5 separate regions of the Mus musculus genome follow, and all the other regions are linked to region 5. Evidence: chromatin contacts called from public HiCAR-type and promoter capture Hi-C data. All regions are on one chromosome and are shown on one strand. Each heading gives the region's core, a stretch centred on a gene start, on an enhancer-like site or on the middle of the called end of the contact. The rest is flanking DNA. Distances are from core to core; before and after follow the strand shown. Region 1 overlaps Acot11 (acyl-CoA thioesterase 11). Region 2 holds the start of Acot11 (acyl-CoA thioesterase 11). Region 3 overlaps Dhcr24 (24-dehydrocholesterol reductase). Region 4 holds the start of Zyg11b (zyg-ll family member B, cell cycle regulator). Region 5 holds the start of Ndc1 (NDC1 transmembrane nucleoporin).

Region 1 (2,788 bases), core at 41-2,540, 620 kb after region 5:
TGTGGACCAAACCAAAGTTCACTGAGGGTGAGTGACATAGGCTAGAGACCCCAGCACACTCCCCTAGGCCTGCACAGCCAGCCTGTTCCCTAGCCAGCCTTTGTGCAGCAGAAGGATAGGGGGAGGTGTGGCCATGTCCTCATGTGACTGCCCTTGTGTCTGTGGGTACCAATGTCAGTTGATGCCTGTATACCTGAACAGATGTGTGAGTATGCCTGGTCTTGTGTTGTCTCTGTTACCCATCAGGCTGAACACCCCAGCCCTGTTTCCTCATGAACTCTGTAGCCCAGAGTGGGTTAACCCCCAGCCTTAGCTCCTCTATTTAGTGAGGATGCTAAGACTGCCCACAGGAGTCTTAAGTGAGATCCCAGGATAGCACCTGAAACACACTGGGAACTCATTAGACAGTATGGACAACTACTGAATCCTTGAACAGCTACTTGGGGTGTGTGTGCACCTGCAGATCTGTGAGTTCAGAGCTGTCTGTGTACATACGCTCACATATGTCTTTCTCCATTGCTGTCGTAAAATACCCTGACAAAAGCAACTGAAGGGAGAACAGGTTCACTCGGGCTCACAGTTCCAAGTACTGTCCACTGCAGTGGGGAGGTCAAGGCAGCAGAAGCTTGAAGCACTTGTTCATACTGCATCCACAGTAACATAACAGAGGGGTGTGAATGCATGCTAGTGCCCAGCTCACAGCCTCCACTTTCCCTGTCAGGTGATGGTGCTGGCCACAGTTCAGGTGGGCCTCCCTCTGCCAATTAACAAGATAATCTCCTACAGGCATACCCAGAGACCCATTTCCCAGATGATTCTGCATTCTGTCAAGTTGACAGTTAATACTATCAGTTTGCATACTTGTATTGGCTTGAGTATATGTCAGTGTGCTTTGTGTGTGTGTGTGTGTACCTAGATGAGTGTCTCTGTATATGCTTATATGTGCATGTGCCTGTGTATCTGCTCTGGTGCACTGTGTGTGTGTGTGAATGTTGTGTGTACAGACAAGCACATGCATACACATTCATGCATACACATATGCTGGAGGGTCCCCATCCTTCCCCGGCTCCGCTCAGAGGCTGCAGGCTGCGGGAGCCTGGCAGAGCTGCTCCCCATAGAGAGCTGCTGTGGCTCTGAGCCCTGACTTCAGCCTCCCCACAGGAGTGTGGAGCTGGTGCAGCAAGTGGATGAGGATGACGCCATCTACCACGTCATCAGCCCCGCCCTGAGCGGGAACACCAAGCCCCAGGACTTTGTGATCCTGGCCTCTAGGCGGAAGCCTTGTGACAATGGGTGAGTGCCTGCTCTCTGAGGGGTGCAGTTGAGGTAGGGAGACCTCCTCTCTCCCTCTCCTGGGAGGAGCAGCAACATGGAGGCCAGAGCTCTGCTGCCCACTGGTGGCTGGACTCAGAACCCACCAGCTGTTTCTAGGCGCCATTGGGAGTTCATCATGACTGCAAGGTCACAAACTGCTCCTGAAAGCAAGGGCGACTGTGGCATTTGTTGCCACAGACACGAGTGCCTTTCCCATGGGTATCCCTTGGTCTCTGCCCTCTGGAAGCTTGTGGCTGTTACCTGAGACATGGGCGCAGCCAGGGTAGACTGCATCTTTTTTTCTGGAGACAAAGGCCAGAAGAATGAAAACCCCAAGGTACACAGTCCATGGGTTCACAGGGAGCCTGAACCTGATGCTGCTAACACAGATGTCCCCTTCCTACAGCTGACCCCCAGCAAGGCATCCTCCTCTGGATGATCTCTGATCCCTTCTAACTCTGCCTCTCTTCCAGGGACCCCTATGTCATTGCCCTGAGGTCGGTCACGCTGCCCACGCACCATGAGACACCGGAATACCAACGTGGGGAGACTCTCTGTTCAGGCTTCTGTCTGTGGCGTGAGGGGGACCAGATGACTAAGGTAAGACGTGATGTCCCCTCTATACTTCCACCTATGGATAAACTGAACTCTACGCTGTTCGGCTGGGCCCTTCCAGACCCGAACCCCCATGACCCCCCAGACTTTGCAGTCTGAAAGGAGCTCGTCTGGAGCTTGAGTGTGGTCAGAGAGCAAACTGCTATTGGGGCTTGGGAAAAGCTCTGGACACACTACAGAAAGCCCAGCTCTGATCTAAAATTCTGCCATTGTTTGTTTAATGTGTCTCCCTTTTCGTCTGGGAGGGCTTTATGTGGCTTTGAGGGCATAGAAGGCTCAGCAGGGGAGTCAGAGTTAATTGGAAAGGTAGAGCAGAGCTGGGGGCAGGTATGCTGCAGTTCCCCTGGCATGCAGTTTTCCTTGCAGCCTTGCCCAGGTGCTGACTCGGCCAGCATTGCTAAGGACCTACACAAAGGACATAGTCCAAGGCTTATGTCTACCACGTTTCTGTGACACCCCACCCTCCCAGCACTGTTATAAAGTGGATTCAGGTGTAGGTATTAGAGTCAATTCCTGTCCCCTTGGGGCCACCTAGTCAGCAGGGAGGTGTACAGTGACCTTATGGTTTGCTGTGATAGGGCAGTCAGAGTTGAAGTTCCCTGTGTATCTGGGGGACCTATCAAAAGAGGCTAGGTCTATCACTCAGGTTTTCTAACTGATCAAGATACAAGGTTGTATCTGTTGCTTCCCCAGAAGGCAAGCAAGGCTGCTGACTCTCACCTCCCCATTATGCCTCCTTGAACTTGACTTCCTGTCCTGCAGGTTTCTTACTACAACCAGGCCACCCCCGGCTTTCTCAACTATGTGACCACCAATGTGTCCGGCCTGTCCTCAGAATTCTACAACACTTTCAAGGCTT
Region 2 (2,700 bases), core at 65-2,564, 570 kb after region 5:
GGGACCGAATTGGGCTCTTTTGGAAGAGTAGCAAGAACATTTAACCACTGAGCCATTTCTCTGTCCCCACCCCTCTTTTTTTTTTTTTTTACAGTGTCTAACATTGTATTATAAATCAGGCTGGCCTGAAACTCAACATGTAGCCTAGGCTGGCCTTGAACTCATGGCCATCCTTCTACCTTAGGTTCCTGAGTGTTGGGAGTCGAGAGTTAGCACAATGGTGTTTATCTTGCTGTCTTTTGGGTATAACTTCAGTTTCTCATCTGCAGATACAGAAGTGCAGATCGTTGATGAGAACTCACAAGGAAAGACGTGCGAGTCCTTGATTCCTAGAGTCAAGGCTCTGAGAGAAGAGAGGACTTGCCCAGAGTCCCAGGCATGGTAGTGAACTCGGGGCCTTTGGCAGAGGACTTGTTAGTAACTGTGTAGAGAATGAAAGCAGAAGCAGGAGGCAGAGGACATGTCTGCTGATCTGTCCCCATCTGCTACATAGTGGCCATGGCGCCTTGGATACATCCCTTTCCAGCCCCAGGGATCATCCCTGCGATGTAGAAAGAGGATCAGCAGGAAGCCTGAGTCACAGCAGGGGTCTGGTGCTCCGCGACTTGTCCTCAGCCATTTGGTCACCAGTTCCCTTTGGCTTTTTTAGTCCTGACCAGAGTGTGTCTCTAGTCGTCTGCCTCGAACCTCTTGCAGAAGTGACAGAGGACAGGGAAAGTCCTGGAGAACTTTCACTCGTTGATGGCCATGGGTGCTGAGTACCACGTGGCATACTGGGTGTACTTTGGCAGGCGCCTCATTTACAAGAATTACCTGCTTATAAGGAAGTGGCTGTCAGGGCCCGGTGTATAAACCCTGTTCGGCAGTTGCTGGATGCTAACAACCTGGGCCCAGGAGCCAGTCGGGTAGCACTCCGGAAGGTAAAACTCTGGCAGGTGGGTCTGGTGTCTCTCTAGGAGGCCTTGGCAGCTCCCTGGCATCCTGCTACACTCCAGCCTGCCCTCTTGTGGACGGATGGACTCCCTGGCAAGAGAATGGGAGCTCTGGGACTTCTATTCTGTTAGGCAAGGACAGGGGTAGGGGGCTGGAGTGGGGGCTGGCATTTGCCTGAGTCTAGAGACATAGAGTCCGGTGGTGCCAGTAGGTGGGCAACAGGCCCCACGTGGTTGTGGCCCAGTTGGCAGGTGCTAGGGAGCTTTCTGTGCTGGGGTTGGAGGGGGGGCGCACAGAGGGCGGATCGAGGAGAGGCCAGGACAAGGGGCGGAGATATTAACAGCTGGCTCCGGAGGGCGGGGACCTTGGGAGGAGGAGCCAGGAGAAGCCGGCTGCTTTTGGACTTGCTGGCAGTCCCAGGGCTCAGGTGACCAGCGGCCCTTTAGGAGCCTACAGACCCCCCCACAGCCTGGCAACCCAGCAAACGGAGCAGCAATGATTCAGAATGTGGGCAACCACTTGCGAAGGGTATGGACTGTGGGTTAGGGTGGCCTGGGAGACAAATGGGTCTCCTGGTGTGGGGGCCCAGAAAGTAGATGCTTTCCTCTAAAGTCAGGATCTGCATCTTTAGTCGGGATCTGTCTGTAGTCTTCTTTAGAAGGAGATATTGCAGAACCCACGGACTTCTTAAGTTATAACTAGTACTCTCCCCAAAGAGACCCGGGGACAGTAGGCTCCCTCAGGCTGGCAGTTTGTGGTTAGGTGGAATGGAATCTTCTGTAGCAAGTTCTGGCATTCTGTTTGGTTGAGTGTGTATGTGTGTGTTTTGTGCATAATACTGCTGCTGCTGCTGTGTGTGTGTCATGTTACAATCCAGCTGCTGCTGGTGTGTGTGTGTGTGTGTCTCCCTGGGTCCTGTGCACAATCCCGCTGCCTGCCATCTGAGCTCTGGGCCTCATCACTTCTCCCGCTCAGGACTCCAAGGCTATGGCCTGACAGAATTTACGACGTGAGGGTGTGTGTACAAGGCGAGAACAGGAGAGTAAGAACACAGCCTGTGAGGGAAAGGCCATGTGGAAAATGTCCTATGCAATGACCTTCGAGAGTATTTTTTTTCCTGGAACCTCCTAACTGGGACTTTGGAGTTGAGATAGGTGCTGAGGTCCCAGAAACACCCAAGTGCATAGTGGCTCATTGGGGGGCCTTTGGCCTGGTGCCTGGAGAAGGGCTTGGGACAGGCTGTACCGCCAGTGCTGGGCAAGAGTATCTGCCAACTGAGGTCGGTACAGAAAAGGCCTTTTAAAAAGTGCCCTGGCTAAATACACATCTCACCCGTCCTTTCCCTCAAGTGGCATCCTTGCCCAGCCCGGGCTCTTTGTACTTTTAGGATCTCACCCAGCTCCTTCCATCTGCTACCCCACTAGTGGTTATCTCTGAAAAGCTAGCTGTGGTGTGTGCCCACCTGTTCAGTCTTACCTGGCAGGCTTGCCCAGCTCTCTCCACACCCCACCATCCTCCCTCTGTGTTCTCAGCAGCACTGTAGGGATTGGCTTTTTCTGTCTTAGTGTTCCACCTTGGCTCTCTCTAGCTGCCATATATTCTGTACCTTCCACCAGTGACCACCAGTGACCTTGGCCTCCCTTGCACCTCTGTCAGCCTGCCGTCTCTTTGGCGGTTTCCTTCTCAGCCCTCGGATTCAGCTGGGATGCTGCCTCCTCTGGAAAGCCTTCCTAGATTTCTCATGGCACTGTGCAGTCTTTATGAGCC
Region 3 (2,791 bases), core at 97-2,596, 780 kb after region 5:
TCTCCTTTTTACAGGAAACGGATTACACCTATTACGAAGGGCAAGTGCCGTCCAACTGTGGACTACAATTCAGATCCTACTCCTTAAAGCCACTCGGGAAGAACAGCCTGATGCAACCAGAGAGCCCAAGGCCAGAAGAGAAATCTTGAGATGGGAAAGGAAGCAGGGATCTTGGAGAATGCCTGGGTGAGGGGAGAAGGCAGGAGGGTCATCTTTGCTGTAGCCCTGCGGTCAAAAGTCACAGTGTCTACTGGGACAGCAGGGGGACCAGGTATCTTTTGTTACAAGAGATCCATTGTCCTAAGCATTCCAGTCAGCTGGTGACGTGAATTTGGGAGCCAGAGAGCAGGTGGATGGAAGAGGGGGTCGTGGGTGACTTCCTGGAACCCCTTGCACTGTGAAGCTAGAGCGTGGGTACCTAACTCACCGTTGTCCCAGAATGAGGCGGGGAGAGGAGCATTTGTTACGTAGCAGTCTGGGACCTGTAGGAAAACCCCATCTCCATGCTAGGGTGCTCTGGACACTCAACAGAGCCTCGTGCTGGGAGGAGACTGCTGACTTCCAGTGTTCAGCCATTGAAGCGCTGTACCCCACTTTAGCATTGTGGGCCACCAGTGTGGTTAGAGGTGGGTCCTCGGGGGTGAGTGACAACATCCTGTGACGTTCCCCCTCACTGTTTACATCAATGACAGTGGTGGGGGGAGCCAGTTGTCCCCTGGAGAAGAGGATGAGGAGACCTGACAGACTCAGCCACAGAACTTACATAATAAAGCGATTTCAGACATGTTTTCAGAGCCGGTTCTACCAGTTGTTTTCTCACGTGGGTCCAAGTCGTGGTTGTGAAAGAAATGAAATCATGACTGTTCTCTTCAGCATCCGGAGTAGCCAGGACCATCAGCATGCACCCTGCCTAGAGCCCCTTTCATTCCTCATTTGGAGTTTGGATCTTTGGTTTTCTCATCATGGTGAGCTACTTAATAACCGCCCACACCTAAGCTGGCCGGGCTCTTACTCTGGCCCTGGCGTGGTCCTTCATTCTGCAGGTGCTGTATACAGCCTGCTTCTGGGACTTCCTCTTCCAGTAACCTGTATCTCAGGCCCTGCTGATCCACTCTCTAGACACCCCACCCCCAGACTCAGCCAGAGAAAGGGGATCTAACCAAACTGAGGGTAGATGGGTTGTTGGGTGCAGAGCAGACCCCTGGGAGGTGACTGTCCCGGGTCTGGGATGTGGGGCCACTTTTCACGCTGACCTTGCATTCAGGGGTGTGTCCGGAAGCACAGCGTGTCAGGAGATGGTTAAGCTGGCTCTCAGAGCAAAGCAGGATGTTGCAGCTGTGGTAGTTAACGTTCTGTGTCAACTTGTCTGTGTCACGTGGTAGCCAGGCACTGGAATGTGCCTAACCCGGTCACTTGGCATGTGAGATTGACAAACTGCGTACTTTATGTGGGTGGGTGGGTCATGGCCAGTCAGCAGATGCCCACTTCCGTTTCTTGCTTACAAGACTGAGATTTGGAGACACCCTGTGGTGAAGACTCATCTCAATGTAAGGTTATGTCTAGGACTGAAGAGCGAAAGCTATTTTAATGGTAGTTTGGGCTTGGGATGTCTCCAAAGGCCTGGTGTCAAGGGCTGGTTCTGTTGGGAAAGGCTCAGTAGGAGGTCTTTGGATCCCTGGGAACATGCCTGTAAATGGTACTGAAGGACTACCAACTCCATTTTCTATTCTCTTTTCTCCCTGGTTTCTGACCATTTCCTCTGCCACACCCACCCATTACTATACACTGTCTCACCTCAGGACCAAGGGATCATGGATTGGAACCTCTAGAACTTAGAGCTGAAATAAAGCTCTCCTCTTGATCAACATCTCAGGTACTTTGTTACAGAAAGAACGCTGGCCAGCAGAGGGGATATTACAGATTTAAGATACAACTTATGAAATCAGAGAAGGGACTTCCCAAAAGGTTGCTTGAAGCCAGTTTCGGAATGAAAATCACAGGTTCTAGTAAAATTCCCATCACATACACACCTGTGCAAAGTGTACCAAGTTAAAACTTGATTCTCCCGGCTCTGGGCATCAAAGTCCTGGGGTGAGCCAACTATTAAAAAATACAAGTCCATGTGGTTCAATCCTAACAGAAGCTTATCTGGGTCTCTAGTGACTGCAAAGCTAACCACTTAATCCCTGTGGACACATCTGGCTGACAGGAAGGCTGGTAGTGTGCAGAGGAAGGCACTGTGTTCTGCTGGAAGGGTCGTTGTGCCTTCGGCTTTTGGATGAGGACATCGACACAGGAACAATGAGCTTGTCAAAACTGGTTTGTCACAACCGATTGATGAAGCCAGAACACCAGCCAGACCTGACAAGTGTACCTGGTGCCTGAGGACAGAGCCCATCCCTCCTGAGGTGCCAGCATTTCTTCACTGGAATGACAGAAATCCATTTGCTACCCGCTTCCCCCATGTTTTTAGCCCTCATCTGTGGGTGCTTGTGTTCAGACAGGACATTGGAGCTGAATGGCACCAGTGGCGGTGGCTGCGTCCTTGTCCGACTCTACACTGGTCCTCTGAATAAATGACAAAAGACTAGCGTCCAGGCTGTACTTTATTTTACACAAGTGGTGGCCCCAGAACCACAGGGACATGACCTGGAGAGTAGGCACAGTGCCTGAGGCTGCAAGAGCCAAATACAGGGATTCATGCCTTCTCCTTGGTCCCCATGACCAAATTAAAAAAAAAAAAACAACAAATCACACAGCACACATCGCCACACCCATCCCCTCCTTCCTT
Region 4 (2,735 bases), core at 227-2,726, 930 kb before region 5:
CAAAAGGTAGCACAGTACTTGCCAAGGGACAGTGAGAAAGAATATAGGGATAGACATTCAGTTTTGCAAGAGCGGCAGAGTCTGAACAACTGAGGATGTTGCCCAAGAGGAGAACACTTGCACAGCATGTGCAAAGCCTTGTAGTTAATTCCCACTACCACAAACACGATGGAAACAATCAAGTGGCAGCCTTCTGGAGTGCCTGTTTGGCGATGGCTTCACCAGTACTTAATCCTGCCTGACCTGTATACTTGATAGTGATTAAAATGGAAGATGGTCCAGTGGCAAGAGGCTAGGGGGTTAGGTCTCCAGAAGTGTGCGCTCTGGAGAAACAGTGACACACTTCCTCTAACAAGGCTACTCTTCCTAGTATCACCAACCACCATGGGCCAGGCATTCAAACACAGGAGTCTATGGGGGCCATACCTATTCAAACCACCACAGCAGAGAAATGGAGAGTTGAAGCATACCTGGACTACATAGTGAAGGCTAGCCTGGGCTACAGAAAGGAAAAAGTATACAAGTGGAGTTATAGGTAGTCTGGAAGTCACTGTCAGTGATGGAAACTTATATAGATGTTCTGTTTTGTCCATTTACTTTGTCAGTGATTTGAAGGCAAAAATGATTAGTTAAATGAGCATGAAGAAGGAAATATCGGAGGCCTGAGAAGAGGGACTTGAAGTAGCTACCTAGAGGGTGGAAAAATATAGCATAGCTAAACACCATTTACATAAGATCAAAAGAAGGCAGCCAAGAGATGGCTCATCGGTTAAGAGCACTGACCCCTCTTCCTGAGTTCAAATCCCAGCAACCACATGGTGGCTCACAACCATCTGTAATGAGATCTGATGCCCTATTCTGTGCTGTCTGAAGACAGCTACAGTGTACTTGGATATAATAATAAATAAATCTTTAAAAAGAAAAAAGAAAAGCAGGTTAAAGAGGGAAAGCTCCATAGTCAAAATTGAGATTGTGGGGCCCGAGGATGTGACGCAGTAGCAGGCAGAATACTTGCCTAACATATGCTATGTGGAGGGACTCTTTCTCACAAAACAAAACGAAAACAACAGCAAAACAACATCATGTAACAGAATGCTAAAATCACTAAGAACGTTGACAACAAAAATTAATGACTAAAAAAAAAAATTAATGACTATGAATCAGAAGTTAAGTTTTGAAGAATGAGGGTAAGCGCTGCAGTCTTCTGGAGGTAAGATTTAAAGCTCTTCCAAACGGAAAGACTACAGCCTCGTCAGAGGGCGTTGGCCCCTTTAAGGGCTGGCGTTTGAGAATGGAGTCTACGCCGGGACGGGGCGGGGTCTTCAGGGGGCGGGACCACTTTGGGGCGGGGCGAGACATGCAAGGGAGAGAGGGGCGGGACTTCTAAGGGGCAGGGCGCGGTAGGCTCAGGGAGAGGGGCGGGACCTCGTGCGGGGGGGCGGGGCGCAGCAGGCGCGGCGAGCGAGGCGGAGTCTGTGTTTCGGTCAGGTTGCGGCAGCGGCTGCTGTAGTTCAGAAGAGCGAGGCCGAGGCCTGGGCCCAGCCCGGAGCCGCTGCCTGACCCGAGCCTCCTGGAGCCCCCGAGCCGGCTGATCTTAGCGGCGGGCTCGGGCTCCGCCTGCCACCGCACGCAGGACCGAGGCTGCATGCCGGAGGACCAGGCCCACGCAGCCATGGTGAGCTAGCGCGGCCTGCCCCCCACCCCCCGCAGGGTGGCCCGAGGACGCCGGGCAGCCGTCTCACCCTTCTTCCTGCACCCTCCCTCTGTCTCCTCCGGCTCGCGTTCCCCATCCACCAGTAGGAGCAAACCTCTTTGGGAGACATCCCTTAATCCCCCTTCTTTCCGGTGACACCCTTTTGTCCCCCGGTGACAGCCTCCTTCGCATTCTCCTCGTCCCCCCTTCCCTGTCTTTAACCCTCCCCTTTCTCCTCAACCATTTTAACCTTTCTCCTCTATGGTCGTTAGTCACCCCCACCCCCCACTTTTCCTTCCCACACTTTGCTTCCTTTCCCTCCTCGACCCTCTTCACCATTTTATCTCCGGCGCCCCCTCTTCCCCTTGGTCCTCGACCATCCGCATTTCCTCTGCCCCTTGTCGGATGTCCTCCGTCGCCGGCTCACACATCTGTCCCCATTTCCTTGTGCAGGTTTCAGAGGGCTAAGCAGGAGCAATTGGAAGGCAATTGCTACCCGGGAGCTGTTGGGCGGGTACATACAGATTAGTAACCTTTCTTTCTCCGTTCTGTTTTGGAGTGGGGAAGTGAGGGGAGATTGGCGGTATGGAAGAATAGTCTGGAAGCTTTACTACTTAGTGTCATTGCAAAAACCTGAGTGGGGTGTGTTACAGAGTACATCCTGTAGCCTTATGTGATTATCAGGCCTTTTGACAGAAATAGCCAAAAAGGGTTGTTACATTTTTATTTTGAATGTGTTTTCATGTGGAGTTACCGTTAGGGAAATTAAAAATCTTTTGTAATTTGCAGGCTTGACAGTTGTTGCTCAGAGCACATGATTTGTTTTTGTTAGGAGGCAGAGACCAAGGGCATTTGAGGTCTGAATATCAGCCTGGCAGTCAGATTGTGACAGTCTTTCGAATACCTTCCTCCGAAAGGTTGTATTTGTCCTGTCCTTTCTGTCCTTTCTTGGAGAAACCCTTTCTTTGCAAATTTTCCTCTGCTTCAAAATGGCTGTGACTACAGTCCCATTTTTAAGTGTTATCCGCGTTTTGCTGTGTAT
Region 5 (2,700 bases), core at 2-2,501:
CCAGGCACACACGTGGTGATGAACATACATATATACAAGTTAAATACTTATACACATGAAAAATACAAATAAGCCAACTTTTCTTTTCCTTTTTTAAGGAAAAGACAAAAGGATAAATACTTGTGTGGCTTCCTTTTCTTTTTTACTGCACCTCTAGGGATTTACTATATATATGCCCCAGATTGGCCTTGAACTCAGGTCGTCCTGCCTCTGCCTCCCAGGACACTGGGCCATCACACCTAGCTGTGTATATAAGTAGTCTTCTAATGATCTGTCCTGTCATCATACATAATCCCTGACACACTTACTGATTTTATATAACAAAAATGACAGTTCTGTGAGTGCAGAAATGCAGAGAGTGAGTGCCTTTACGTAATGTTTTAATGTCAATACAGACAGTAATTAAAAATCACCACTTACCTGACAGCCACTGTATAGGGTGGAATAAATTGATGCTGCTTAAGACTATAAAGGCTGTGATGCAGACGGGTAGAAGCACTACTGACCAAACGATGCTGGTAACTATCCTCCAACCCAAAACCTAAAATTAAACACAACTCTTCAATCAAGAAGTCAGTTACTCTAACTCAGACATGCAAATCCTGCTTCTCCATTTAGGCTATTAACATGAACCACTACTATTTGCATTCTCTTTACTTCTCTCCTTGCGCCCACTCCCCACCCCCCAAACACAGAATGGATGCAAGGAGGTGAGCTCTCCTTAGCTGAAGCCTAGAGTAGGCTGTCTTAAATAAACCATGAATATATGCTCGGTTTAGCGTCTCCCCAACCCCAGAGTCTGCTAAGGCCACATTCTTTCAACACAGAGCAGCCCTTCCCGTTTCCTAGCCCAAGGAATCAAGCCATTTATTATGCATTAGCTCGAATCACTAACCTTTTGCTCTACAACTTTTCCACCAAATTTCCATTCGGGCCATCCCAACCACGCTGACAAACTTCCACTTCGGACTCCAGCTCAACACCCCAGACCTAACTTCCACTCGGGGACGCCCACACACCCTTGCACCCAATCCCCGAGGCGGTCAGATCCCTACACGCTATTCCTAAAGCGCCTCCAAGACAGGCCCCTTTAGCCAAGCGCGCAGGCACCGCCAGAGAGGCAGGGAGCGCCACGGCTCGCTAACTCACGCGCCAAAGGATGTCCCGCGGCGACCCGCCGGCGCAGGGCCCGCTCGCAGCCGTGGCCATGGAGATGGCGGCCCCCGCTCTCAAGCGTGCCGGGGACAGAGTGTCCGCCCGCCACCACTGTTCAAAGGCAGGAAGGCCCCGGGAGGACCCAGCTGGGGCTGCCCGGTACGCTGCCTGGGCAGGGTTCTGCAAAGCCGCCAGACCATCTCTCCGCAGCTTCGCCTGAACAGACTCAACCGGCCAGAACTTCCCCGTAGCCACATGCCTCCAGGTGGGCTGTGACTCGAGGAAGCGTCCTCTGGAGTCCAAAAAGTCCTTCCGAAGCAGGGTCCATCTGGGCGTCAAAAACAAAGGGCGACGGTGCTGCATGCTGGGAACTGTAGTCTCGACGACCCCTGAGAACCAAGGGGAAGAGGAGCGTTGCATTCTGGAACTTGGAGTTCCAAAGTACAGGCTCGCGGTGTAACGAGAAGCAAGTTGGGGTGTCCTAGAACTGGAGTTACAGTTGTTGGCTGCCATGTGGTTACTGGGAATTAAACCCGGATACTCTAGAGGAGCAGCCTTTTACGGGACTCACCTCCCAGCCCCTCCCTTTCTCTTCTATTTTTTTCTTTCTTTTTTTTAACTAAAGCTGTAATAACCACTGGGAGTGAAAAGGTTGTTATATCACTTTTTCTTCCAGAATGCCATCTTTCTTCTTCTTTTTTTTTTAAAGATGCATTTATTTTATTTATATGAGTACACTGTAGCTGTCTTCAGACACACCAGAAGAGGGCATCAGATCCCATTACAGATGGTCCTGAGCCACCATGTGGTTGCTGGGAATTGAACTCAGGACCTCTGGAAGAGCAGTCAGTGCTCTTAAGAGTTGAGCCATCTCTTCAGCCCAGAATGGCATCTTTCTAAAAGTGAAACCACAGGATACTGAAGCTGCCGTCTTAATACTCAGTAACTTCACTGAATTCCTTTTATTAAAAATAAAGTGTTTTATTGATAAGAAAGGTATGTTTTGGTTTTTAGCTTCAGCTATTAATACTTGTTAAGTGCAGCATCTTGATCCTCACAGAGCCTCTATTTCTTCAAGTGTAAAATAAGGATAAAAACACAACATCCTGTTAATGGGGTAAAGATGTAAATACTATATACTATAAGACAACTATTGAAGGCTGGGGTGTGACTGAGTTGTAAAATGCTTTCCTGATATATACCAAACCCTACAGCACCTCCCAAAACATGGCAGCACTCAAGAAACTGAGGCAGGAGGCTATAAAGCTCAAAGCCATCCTTAGCTAGTGAGTTTGAGACTAGTCTGGAATATGTGAAACAGCTGTCTCCAAAAAGAAGATTACCATTGGTGGAGAGGTAGCTCAGCTAGCTACATAAGCATGAAGACAAGAATTCAGTACCTGGACTCCAGGAGGAAAACCTGAACATGGTGCTGGACAGGTGCTAGGCAGGTGCTGGGCAGGTGCTGGGCAGGTGCTGGGCAGGTGCTAGGCAGGTGCTGGGCAGGTGCTAGGCAGGTGCTGGGCAGGTGCTAGGCAGGTGCTA

Evidence for each region. Promoter capture Hi-C pulls out the DNA fragments that hold promoters and counts their contacts. HiCAR-type assays count read pairs that join an accessible place to other places.
Region 1: a contact with region 5 is called in a promoter capture Hi-C map of hematopoietic stem and progenitor cells, with 2.9 times the contacts expected there. The contact joins the enhancer-like site here to the promoter of Ndc1 in region 5. A contact is called at or near these places in 12 of 39 promoter capture datasets (the HPC-7 cell line, cranial neural crest, embryonic stem cells and 8 more), 2 of 484 Hi-C or Micro-C datasets (palatal mesenchyme and ventricular fibroblasts) and 4 of 115 datasets of contacts at active chromatin or transcription factors (cardiomyocytes, craniofacial prominence, embryonic stem cells and 1 more).
Region 2: a contact with region 5 is called in a HiCAR-type map of embryonic stem cells, with 6 times the contacts expected there. The contact joins the promoter of Acot11 here to the promoter of Ndc1 in region 5. A contact is called at or near these places in 1 of 39 promoter capture datasets (embryonic stem cells), 6 of 484 Hi-C or Micro-C datasets (the G1E-ER4 cell line and embryonic stem cells), 9 of 115 datasets of contacts at active chromatin or transcription factors (T-cell acute lymphoblastic leukemia, bone marrow-derived macrophages, embryonic forebrain and 3 more) and 3 of 9 other capture datasets (adipose tissue, embryonic stem cells and macrophages).
Region 3: a contact with region 5 is called in a HiCAR-type map of embryonic stem cells, with 6 times the contacts expected there. The contact joins the enhancer-like site here to the promoter of Ndc1 in region 5. A contact is called at or near these places in 7 of 39 promoter capture datasets (embryonic stem cells, frontonasal cranial neural crest, hippocampal neurons and 3 more), 3 of 115 datasets of contacts at active chromatin or transcription factors (astrocytes, embryonic hindbrain and embryonic stem cells) and 1 of 9 other capture datasets (embryonic stem cells).
Region 4: a promoter capture Hi-C map of hippocampal neurons shows a contact between it and region 5, with 2.2 times the contacts expected there. The contact joins the promoter of Zyg11b here to the promoter of Ndc1 in region 5.

What each region holds. Positions count from the first base shown.
Region 1 is chr4:106,748,388-106,751,175 of GRCm38.p6, reverse strand. Acot11 (acyl-CoA thioesterase 11) reads left to right here. Exons shown (of 16, transcript NM_025590.4): 14 at 1,162-1,293; 15 at 1,788-1,914; 16 at 2,692-2,788. Among named protein-coding and RNA genes, the nearest start is that of Fam151a, 16 kb to the right of the region's middle. Within about 2 kb of position 1,290, at least 92 of the 459 cell types and tissues checked have an H3K27ac peak or open chromatin away from gene starts, as enhancers often do. A contact at or near this core is called in hippocampal neurons and palatal mesenchyme, where this site is marked.
Region 2 is chr4:106,798,445-106,801,144 of GRCm38.p6, reverse strand. Acot11 (acyl-CoA thioesterase 11) reads left to right here and starts at 1,314. Exons shown (of 16, transcript NM_025590.4): 1 at 1,314-1,461. The coding sequence starts at 1,429.
Region 3 is chr4:106,588,911-106,591,701 of GRCm38.p6, reverse strand. It overlaps Dhcr24 (24-dehydrocholesterol reductase), which reads right to left. Exons shown (of 9, transcript NM_053272.2): 9 at 2,589-2,791. It overlaps Lexm (lymphocyte expansion molecule), which reads left to right. Exons shown (of 10, transcript NM_183182.3): 10 at 15-793. The coding sequence ends at 87. Among named protein-coding and RNA genes, the nearest start is that of Lexm, 27 kb to the left of the region's middle. Within about 2 kb of position 1,346, at least 42 of the 459 cell types and tissues checked have an H3K27ac peak or open chromatin away from gene starts, as enhancers often do. A contact at or near this core is called in embryonic stem cells, where this site is marked.
Region 4 is chr4:108,299,831-108,302,565 of GRCm38.p6, reverse strand. It overlaps Zyg11b (zyg-ll family member B, cell cycle regulator), which reads left to right and starts at 1,476. Exons shown (of 14, transcript NM_001033634.3): 1 at 1,476-1,675. The coding sequence starts at 1,646.
Region 5 is chr4:107,366,598-107,369,297 of GRCm38.p6, reverse strand. It overlaps Ndc1 (NDC1 transmembrane nucleoporin), which reads right to left and starts at 1,251. Exons shown (of 18, transcript NM_028355.4): 1 at 1,150-1,251; 2 at 421-541. The coding sequence starts at 1,209.